2 separate regions of the Mus musculus genome follow, and region 1 is linked to region 2. The links are chromatin contacts, called in public Hi-C maps. All regions are on one chromosome and are shown on one strand. The core of a region is the stretch at or near the end of the contact, and the rest is flanking DNA. Distances in the headings are between cores, read along the strand shown. Region 1 overlaps Meis2 (Meis homeobox 2). Region 2 has its middle 13 kb from the start of Gm39911.

Region 1 (4,752 bases), core at 2,023-4,522, 300 kb before region 2:
TGGGGGACTGTTCTTCAAAGAGCTTGCCAGTGAAGATCTAGAGACAGAGCGAAGGCTTCTTCAAGTTCTGAGCCTTGGCTGTGGACAAAACAATCTTAAGTTGGGCAGCTTTCCTCAACGCACATACACACACACACACACACAAGTTATTCATGGTCGTTGCACCATAAGTAGGATTCTATCAGGAACTCAAAGCTTGGGGGATAAAAAGGAGCAAGAGAATACTGTAACAAACTTCGTACAGAGTTCGGTCTTTTAATTGTTTCATGTTAGATATTCTATGTGTTTACCTCAATTGAAAAAAAAAAAAAGAATGTTTTTGCTAGTATCAGATCTGCTGTGGAATTGGTATTGTATGTCCATGGGGTCCTCTTTTCTCAGCACGTGTTCCTCACTAGAAGAAAATGCTGTTACCTTTAAGCTTTGTCAAATTTACATTAAAATACTTGTATGAGGACTGTGACGTTATGTTAAAAAAAAAGGTGTTAAGTCACAAAATGCGGTAATAAATATTTCATTTTTGATTTTTTGTTAGGCTTTGGTGTTTTTTAATGGTTTGAAGGTTGCAGGAGGCCAGCTCCTGGGCACTGATGAAAGTACCTGATGGTCTCCCACCACCCCCCCCCCCAAGGAAGTTGAGCATATTTAAGATGTAACTTAGCAGCATCTGTAGCTTTTCATTGTGTGTTTGGACTCTTAGGTTTCATCAACAGAAAACTTCCAAAGGTATGAAATTACTTGTGTTATATCCAGCTTGAGAGATCACCTTCAAAAGGCCCAGCCTATCTTATTATAGCTGCATGATGTTTTTAAAAGCAGTTGCAGATTAAACTTTTGCCTATGTACCCACCAGTAGAATAAAGGGTTTATTCCATGTTAATTTTATATCATAAGAAGTTATGTGTGTGCTCAAACATGATTTATCTGTACTCTATCTTACTCAAATACTGTTGACTCTGTACATTAAAGCTCATATATGATGTCTATAGATAAGTAAACACTTTCTATGGAGTTGGGAATTCTAAGCTTAAAAGAGTGCTTAAGCATTAATATTTAGTACAAATAATACAGTGGTATCTTTCTAATAAGGTTGCTTTCTCCATGTGCAGGGATGCAAGTATGATAGTCTGGTGCCTCAAAAATTTTTTTTTCATAAAAAAAAAGAAAAGAAAAAAAAAAGAGATACTTTGATAGCATTTTCAAAGCTTTACTTGGTAATCTAGAGCCACAAGCTTGTTGATGTTGCAGTGTCTACTAAAGTGTGCAAAATGTAGCCGCTTAAGATAGCTGCACACTCAAAGAGTTTCCAAATAAACACACAGCTGAGGCTTTCCTAACTCCTAAATGTTGACGCCTCCATCTAAAGGGGAGGATAAATAGGAGATGGAGAGATGATTTGATTTGGTAGGGAAGAGCTCACTAGTCATACAAACTTCCACTTGGAAGCACTCCATAGTGGCCTCTCAGGCAAACCCTTCCCTGTTTCCTTGTTAGGCAGCCTTAATGGAAGCACTACATATGAATGAGCAAGGATATAAATTGCTATTGTTTTCTTTTATATTGTTAAGTAAAATTTTTATAAGTGCATTTATCACTTTAATTAGTGCACTGCTCTTTAAACCTAGAAATAGCAGTGTTTGACACAAACACACTGATCTTGTAAAATACATAGAGCCTCCCTCCCTCTCATTATCCCTGTTCCATGCTACATGGAATCTTTCTGTAAAATTTAAATATTTGCATATGTTTGCTTTAAATGCTCTGATGTAAACTCTGACAAGTTCCTCATTTATAAACTTACTCTCATATCAGTTGAAAGGGGAAAAATTATATTGGCAGCTTTTCTCTCATTGCTCTCCATAAGGTAATTGCTGAAGGGTTTCCTTGGTCACAAGCTCACGTTTATAAAAAGTATTTTATGGAGTTATTACTCCAGGAAGGGTACAGCCAGAGTGGTTGAGCCTTCGTTTGAATTCACAGACTCATCGTGAGCTTAGTATCTTGGCCAATCTGTATCCTATCATGCTAATTTTAACCTTAGATATTTGGAGATGAGTGATAATTGTGGTAATATCTATGTATTTTCTTACCCCACCCCCACCCCATTCTATGACAGAGGGATGATGAATTTATCCAGTTTTTATAGTGCTTTTTATACCACCTCAGAAGGCGCTTGCTCCTATCTCGGGTTTACTATTTAGTATAAAGAGTTCCGATTTGGGTATATTTAAGAAAGACTCAGCTGTCAAACGCAAAGAAACTGGGAATGGTGTTTTGACAACCATATAGTGTTAAAGGAAATACTGTAGTCTGAATAAAATTGCTTATGTTCTCCAAAACAAGAGTAATATAAAAACACTTTTTTATTTATATGGAAAAGCAAAAGCAGAAATAAACTCCAAAGGTTTCCCTTTCTTCAAGAAATTCCGAGAGAGAGCTGCAGTCGCCATCTGTTAAGGGTTGGGAATTGAGCAAGAAGCCACATTTAAAAGAGAAAGAAAAGTCCAGAAGAGGCTGTGTCTTCCACGCTGTTCTCCCTCTCCCCCGCTAACCTCGGGTCAGCACCCGAACCCCCACACCAGCTCCCTAGATGGGTCTGTCCAGCCCATCAAGGTCCTCCTCGCCGGCTGGCCCTCCCACTCCCGCGGGCCTGTTAACCCGGAGCAGATCCGGGAAGGGAAATGTGGCTAATATCTCTAGCAGCTGTCAAAAGGAGGGTCCTTCCTTCAAAGGGATCCTCCGCAAATTCTCCATTAGTCTTGCAGGCCAGCAATTTGATAAGGAACCTGGACCTCTGCTACAAGTCTCCACTTTGCCAGAAGGTCCTCTTTCGAGCTGTTTAAATGGCCGAGTGGCCCGAACTAAGCGGTCACCCTGTGGTCCAGGGACAGGGGAGTTGTGGCACAAGCCAAGAACAAGGAGGATCATGCCTGTGGTCGTGCGTGCAGACGGCCTCCCCGTCGCGAGTGTGTTTGTTGTATGGACGAACCTGCTGCAAACGGATGGAGGGGGACAAGCAACCGTGGTGGTTTTTTTGTTTTTGTTTTTGTTTTTTTTTTTTTCAGTGATCAACTTCGGGCGTCGTGCGCGTGGGGAGCCCCCCCGCAGTCCCAGCGGGGCTGGAGAAAGGTGCAGCGCTGGACTCTGCGGTCAAATCGTGATGAGAATGGGGACCGTCGGGGCAGTGTTTGAAGGGAGGTTTTAATATTAATAGTTTCGCTGTAGAGACAGAAGGGAGATTGCGTCTACTGCTCCTCCGGGCAGACTCTGGGTGACAGGAATGATGGATGATCCGGCAGAGCCCAGCGGCCCCTCCCCTCCAGCCCCAACAGTGTCAAAGCTACTTTAGCTGAGGCTTTAGAAATAAAATAAATAAACAGCATCGCCCCCTTCTCTTCGCACCACCGCCCTACCCCCACTTTCCGACACCGATTTATGGATCATTATGAATCAATTACCGTTCTCAATACTTTCCCATTGGCTTAAATAAAACAGTGGAAAGATAAAAACGCGGGGTTCGGTGGGGGAATTTTTTTCCCCCTGACAGGAACAATCACAAAATCCATTATCTCATAATCAGAGGCTCTGGGTTAGGAGGTGAAGAGAAAAGAAGGGGTCACTCAGGAAATAACACAGGAGCGCCAGAGGGGAGGTGTCGCCCAGTCTCTGCCTTTGTGGTATTTGGTTTTGTTTGTTGTGTGTTTGAGGTGTTTTGAACGCAGGGGAGGGGGGCTGCGCGTGAGAATTCGCCGTCTGCAAGTTGATGGCCTGACCCTTAAACTCCTTTGCCAATCCTCCTTCAGGGTGTGCCTGGCCAAGCATCTCTTGGTAGCCTGGAGTGAGTTCGCACGTGGGAGAAAGGTGTGGAGGAGGAATGGACTGACCGGTCTGCAGGGCAGATTTGCACTTTGTTGTAGGCAACTCTGCTTGGGCAGCTGGGGGGCCCCGTGGGGATAGTCCCCCCTCCCGCCACTCCGCCTGTCCCGCATGGGGCTGGCTGGTTTTGTCTTGCAACAGTTTGGGATCTGGACAAGCCCCCTCTCCTGCCCCCACCTCGCCGCCCGAGGCTTTTCTTCCCTCTCCGGCCTCTGGCTGGGCGGCGCTCTAGGTCCTTGTAGGTGTTTCTATGACTACATTGTGTGTGTGGGAGGGTCAGATGTGGGGGTTGCCCGAGAGAGGGCCGTTCCTGGGCGGTCATTTATCAATGTCACCCACATAATGATTCTCTCTGCAGCGTCCTATTGATGAGGATAATTACATTAGCTCAGAGTGACTGATCAATGAAAAACCACCACACAAAAACTTCTTCACTCCTCTATAATACCAAAAACCGATACAGAAATAACAGAAAGTCTGATTTTCTTCCCCTCCTCTATCCACCAATGGATTCTGTACACCCCGCCCCCTCCCCAAGACCCGGGAATAAAGTAACAAAATAGACCTAGGTTTGTTTCGTTCACAGAGGATGCAATTTTGCCTGTGAATGCATTTGCTCTAAATGCGTTGGCTTCGTTCCTCCTTCGGTAAAGAATATCAACGGATTTGCTACCGTGAGTGGCTTTTAGACTGGTCTGTGGTTTTCCGTTCTTTTTATTTCTTTTCTCCCCATTGGACCTTTCTCCCCTACTTCAAAAAAAAAAAAAAAAAAGAAGATAGACAATTCTTTTTATACATAAACGGAAAATAAAATTATTCTAGATCCTTTCTCTAGATCTTTTTTAAATAAAGCATTTGCCTTGATCGGGTTACCTT
Region 2 (4,243 bases), core at 1,183-3,682:
TATATCAACTTAGCTAGCCTTGAATTTGTAGAGATCCTCCTGCCTCTGCCTCTGGAATGCTTAAAGAACTTTATTTTTATTTATTTTTCACTCTTCTCTATTTATTCTCAACTCTAATATTTTTATTCTTTTTCTCCTTCTTGTGTCCTGGTTATCTGTCCTCTCTTAATTTCTTGACTTGGGAAGTTAGCTCATTGACAAAAGGTCTTATTTGATAACACTGTTTGCAGTTATGTATTTCTCTCTGAACACTGCTTTTCCTATGTTTCCTAAATTTTAGCATGTTTCATTTCAAAGTATTTTTTAAATTTTCTTTTGTTGAAGAGGGGAAACTGATGTAGAGGAGAGATGTGAACTTCAAATTTACAGAGGCCTAACTTTGAGTATGGATAAAAATGACTTTGGTGCTTAGGGGTCTTTGAATGGATGTGAGAAAGGACATAGTTTTTCCATATTACACATGTAGACCACAGAGAAAGTCTTGTGCGCGCCCAACTCGACCATCAAGAACGACGCTGCAACAGGAACCTTCTGCACACGTTTATTGGGAGAGCTTGATTGCAGAGGCGAAGAGACCCCGAGCCCGGAACTGGTGCTGCTTATATAGGCCTAGGAGAGGCATGTCTCACACCCGGATTGGTTATGCACTAAGCCTCATTTGCATGTTCCTCATCTGATTGGCTACTCTCTCTCTCTCTATACCTCACAGAGCCTCATTATCATACCTAATTTACATGTCTCACATCTGATTGGTTATACTCTCAAAGCCTCATTATCATACCCGAGCCAGGCAGTGTCTTTGCAAAAAACTTTACTGCATATGTACACATTGGTTGTTTGTCCAAACTTATGTGTGGTGGCCAGCAGTAGTCAGTGCCACTCTGCAACGGCACATGTGGCTTCCCACAAGAAAGGAATGGGTTTGACCTTAACCAAAAGCAACATAATGGAATGGTAAGAGCTTTTAAAAATCTATTCAAGGGTAGATTTCTTCTATTCAACTTGTAGCTGATTTATGTCTTTAATTTATTGCTTTCTCATCAACAGTGTGAAAATTAGACACACTTGTTGGATGAAAGGTGATAATTCCATAGAGTGAAACATGGCAACATTTTGCCTAGAATGTGATTCTAATTCCTCACCGAGGAGCAGAACCACACTCATAGAGCCCAGAAAGATAAGCAGGCTGAGAGGCTACTGATGCCACAGCTTGCTTGCTTTCTTTCTTTCTTTCTTTCTTTCTTTCTTTCTTTCTTTCTTTCTTTCTTTCTTTCTTCCTATTTCAATTTAAAAAAAAAGTTCATATGTCTTTCTGCACAGATGTCTGTGCACCAGATGTGCACCAAGTGCCAGTGCATGTCAAAAGAGGGCATTGTGTTTGTGAACCATTATGTGGGTGCTGAGACTCAAATCTGGGTTCTCTCCAAGAATAGCCAGTACTTTCAACCACAGGGCTGCCTCTCCAGCCCCACTTTCTTTTTCCTTTATCACAGTTATTATGCAGGCAGTACACAATTAGACTGACTAGTGGAAGGAGCCCCATTCTGTTGGACCATAATATGGATTGAAAAGATAGTGTGGCTTCCCTCATTAAGACAAGCTATGATGTATGACACTAATTTCCTGAAAATAAACAAATAGTTACTAAATTCTTAATTTCCCCTGCTCTAGGTTCTTAATGAAAGTTTAACTTTCAATAACTGAAGTCTTCAAGAAGAGCAAAAATCTACCAGGTTCAACCACGTGCTCAATATTGTACTGCTCTGGGGCTGGCCAGGTGGCTCAATGGTTAACAGCATGAAATTCTCTACTGGAAGACCTGAGTTCAGTTCCTAGCATCCATGTGGGTAGTTCACAACTGCCTCTATTTCTGGTTCCAGGGCATCTGGTGCCCTCTTTTGGCTTTTGCTGGTACTGTGCACCTGCGTGAGTGCACACACACACAAAGAGAGAGAGAGAGGGAGAGAGAGAGAGAGAGAGAGAGAGAGAGAGAGAGAGAGAGAGAGGAAAAGGAGAGGACATAGAGAGGCACCACAGAGAAACACACAAAGAGACAGAGACAGAAAGAAGATAGGTATATACATAATTTAAAAATAAAAATTAACAACAACAACAACAAAAAGCTGCAAATATCTCTAAGCCCCAGCTAGTTCTCCTTTCCTTGCCTTTCCTTTATTTTCAATTCCATCTTCCCCATCTGGACCAGGTCATTCCCACCTGTAAATCTTTATAGTGCTTTGTTTATACTTTTCTCATGGCTTCTACACTTTTCTGTGAGTCATAAGGGCTATTTGGGCCCTTTTGTTGTTTCCCTGAGTGGATAATAAATTCCTGGAATTTATTCCTTGAAAGGAGGGACACTAGCATCCATCACAGTGTCCATCAGGACTGATTTTGGCCTTGCACAGTAGGGATGTTTAATTACTTCACAAAATAACGAGGCTGAAAATAGATGACAGTTTAACGACTTCTTAAAAGGCCCAAGTCCGATTTTCTCTTTACCATACTTGGTGCATTAGATTTTTATTTTCTTGCTTGTTAATTCACAGTTGTAAGATGGCTGTCCCAGAAGCAGGCATCTGGTTATTGTTCAAGACAAGAAGAGGGCAGAGAGGCAGCACTGCTGAGTCATCTGCTCATGTCTTCCCTTCCTTACAAGACAGAAAGGGAATCTTGCATAGAGAGTCTGATCAGCACCTCGTTCCATGGCTTCAACCCGCGTCTTTTCTCCAGAGTATGACTCAAGTTTCCACATGTGCTCAGTTTCTGCTAAAGAGATTTTGACTTTGGTCTTGGTGGAGGTTGTTTTGCTTTTGTTTTGTTTTGTTTTGTTTTGTTTGTTTTGTTTTGTTTTGTTTTCTGTGGCAGGGTCTTACTAGATAGCCCAACTGACTGCCTTAGACTTTACTGTGAATTCTAGGCTGGCTTCAAATGTGCAGTCTTTCTACCTCATGTCCACAAGGTCTGAGAGTACAGGTATGGTCCATCTCAGAGCATAACGCTCAGCTTGCCAGAACTGTAACTGAAGACTTGGACGGTCTCTATAAAGCCTTCCCAACACTCACAGTCTCCTGGATGCTAAACAAAGAACCAGAAGGCAGGCTCCTCACTTGGATGCCGGGGATCCTAATCCAGAGGAGTGTGGCCTTTTCCTCCTCACCTTCATAGCACCAGGAATTTAAACTCATGCCTCACCTCAACAAAGGTACAAATTTCATGATAGGGCTGACCTTCAGGAATGCTTACAGTCTGTCATTCTGTCCACTGTTAAGAATATGGACACTAACAGCCTCCCTTAGCTTCTTTTGTGACAGACAAAGAAGACCATACATGATCCCCATGGAATTATTACCTCCATGAGCGTCTCTGTCGATAGATGACTTTCATACCCAAGCACATGTTTAGTTACAGTTCTCAGGGTGTCAACAATAGGTTGATTAAACCTTAAATATGTTTCAGGTGAACACCATTTCACCCCGTACTTCAGTACAAATTGTGAGTCAATTATTTATGAGTGGAGCCCAATTTGTTTAAACCTCATTGACCTTTGATACAGTTATGACATATGTCTTGACTTGATTCTCCCCTCTATTGATTTGGTCTGGAAAAGGAAGACAAGAGGTGAAGTGGCCCCTCGGGGTAAGCTGAAATTGTAGGTTACAGCCATGTTAAATTGCTTTAGTATACTTGGTGTCCTTTGGAGTAGGAAAATGAAGCAATAAAGTAGGTTGATGTGAGTAATTCTTGTTTTTAAAAGGACCTTGAAGTGCTCTTAACAATATCACGGATTTGATAAGATCTGCTTCAGACTTCTTAATTTAGAATGAACATAAAGATGGCAAAGCCAAAGGAATGTTGAAATACTGGTGCTGTGCTAACAGCATCTAAGCTGGGTCCATGGGAGATAACTGGTGGGAATGCCTCACTATTGTCTGCCATGCATGGGGAAAATAACACAGCAGTCACCAACAGGAATTTCCTGGGGGGCATATCCAGGTGTACAGAATAGTTAGAAGGGCTTTTGCTCATTATTTACATGCCATCAAGTTCAGGCAGTGCTCAAAGTTGAGCAATTTTTCAAAATTTAGAATGTTAATTTTTGTGACAGCTAAACCTATTAAACCTGAATGTTCCCAACCTTCTCCTTCTCCCTCCCGCCACCCCATCTCCGACTGTCAGTGGTTACCGAGGAGCAGATGGGCTAAGTGAGGAAGGAGAGAATACAGGCAGACAACGGTAGTGT

What was found. A called contact is a pair of places that touch in the nucleus more often than the background predicts.
Region 1: a contact with region 2 is called in a Hi-C map of uterus, with 7 times the contacts expected there. The contact joins two enhancer-like sites. A contact is called at or near these places in 9 of 39 promoter capture datasets (3T3-L1-derived adipocytes, embryonic stem cells, liver and 3 more), 15 of 484 Hi-C or Micro-C datasets (LSK cells, Th1 cells, cardiomyocytes and 5 more), 9 of 115 datasets of contacts at active chromatin or transcription factors (bone marrow-derived macrophages, embryonic basal ganglia, embryonic hindbrain and 4 more) and 1 of 9 other capture datasets (embryonic stem cells).

The regions. Positions count from the first base shown.
Region 1 is chr2:115,858,846-115,863,597 of GRCm38.p6, reverse strand. Meis2 (Meis homeobox 2) reads left to right here. Exons shown (of 12, transcript NM_001159568.1): 12 at 1-2,334. Among named protein-coding and RNA genes, the nearest start is that of Gm31590, 54 kb to the right of the region's middle. Within about 2 kb of position 3,272, at least 72 of the 459 cell types and tissues checked have an H3K27ac peak or open chromatin away from gene starts, as enhancers often do. A contact at or near this core is called in uterus, where this site is marked.
Region 2 is chr2:115,562,025-115,566,267 of GRCm38.p6, reverse strand. No RefSeq gene overlaps it. Among named protein-coding and RNA genes, the nearest start is that of Gm39911, 13 kb to the right of the region's middle. Within about 2 kb of position 2,432, at least 7 of the 459 cell types and tissues checked have an H3K27ac peak or open chromatin away from gene starts, as enhancers often do. A contact at or near this core is called in uterus, where this site is marked.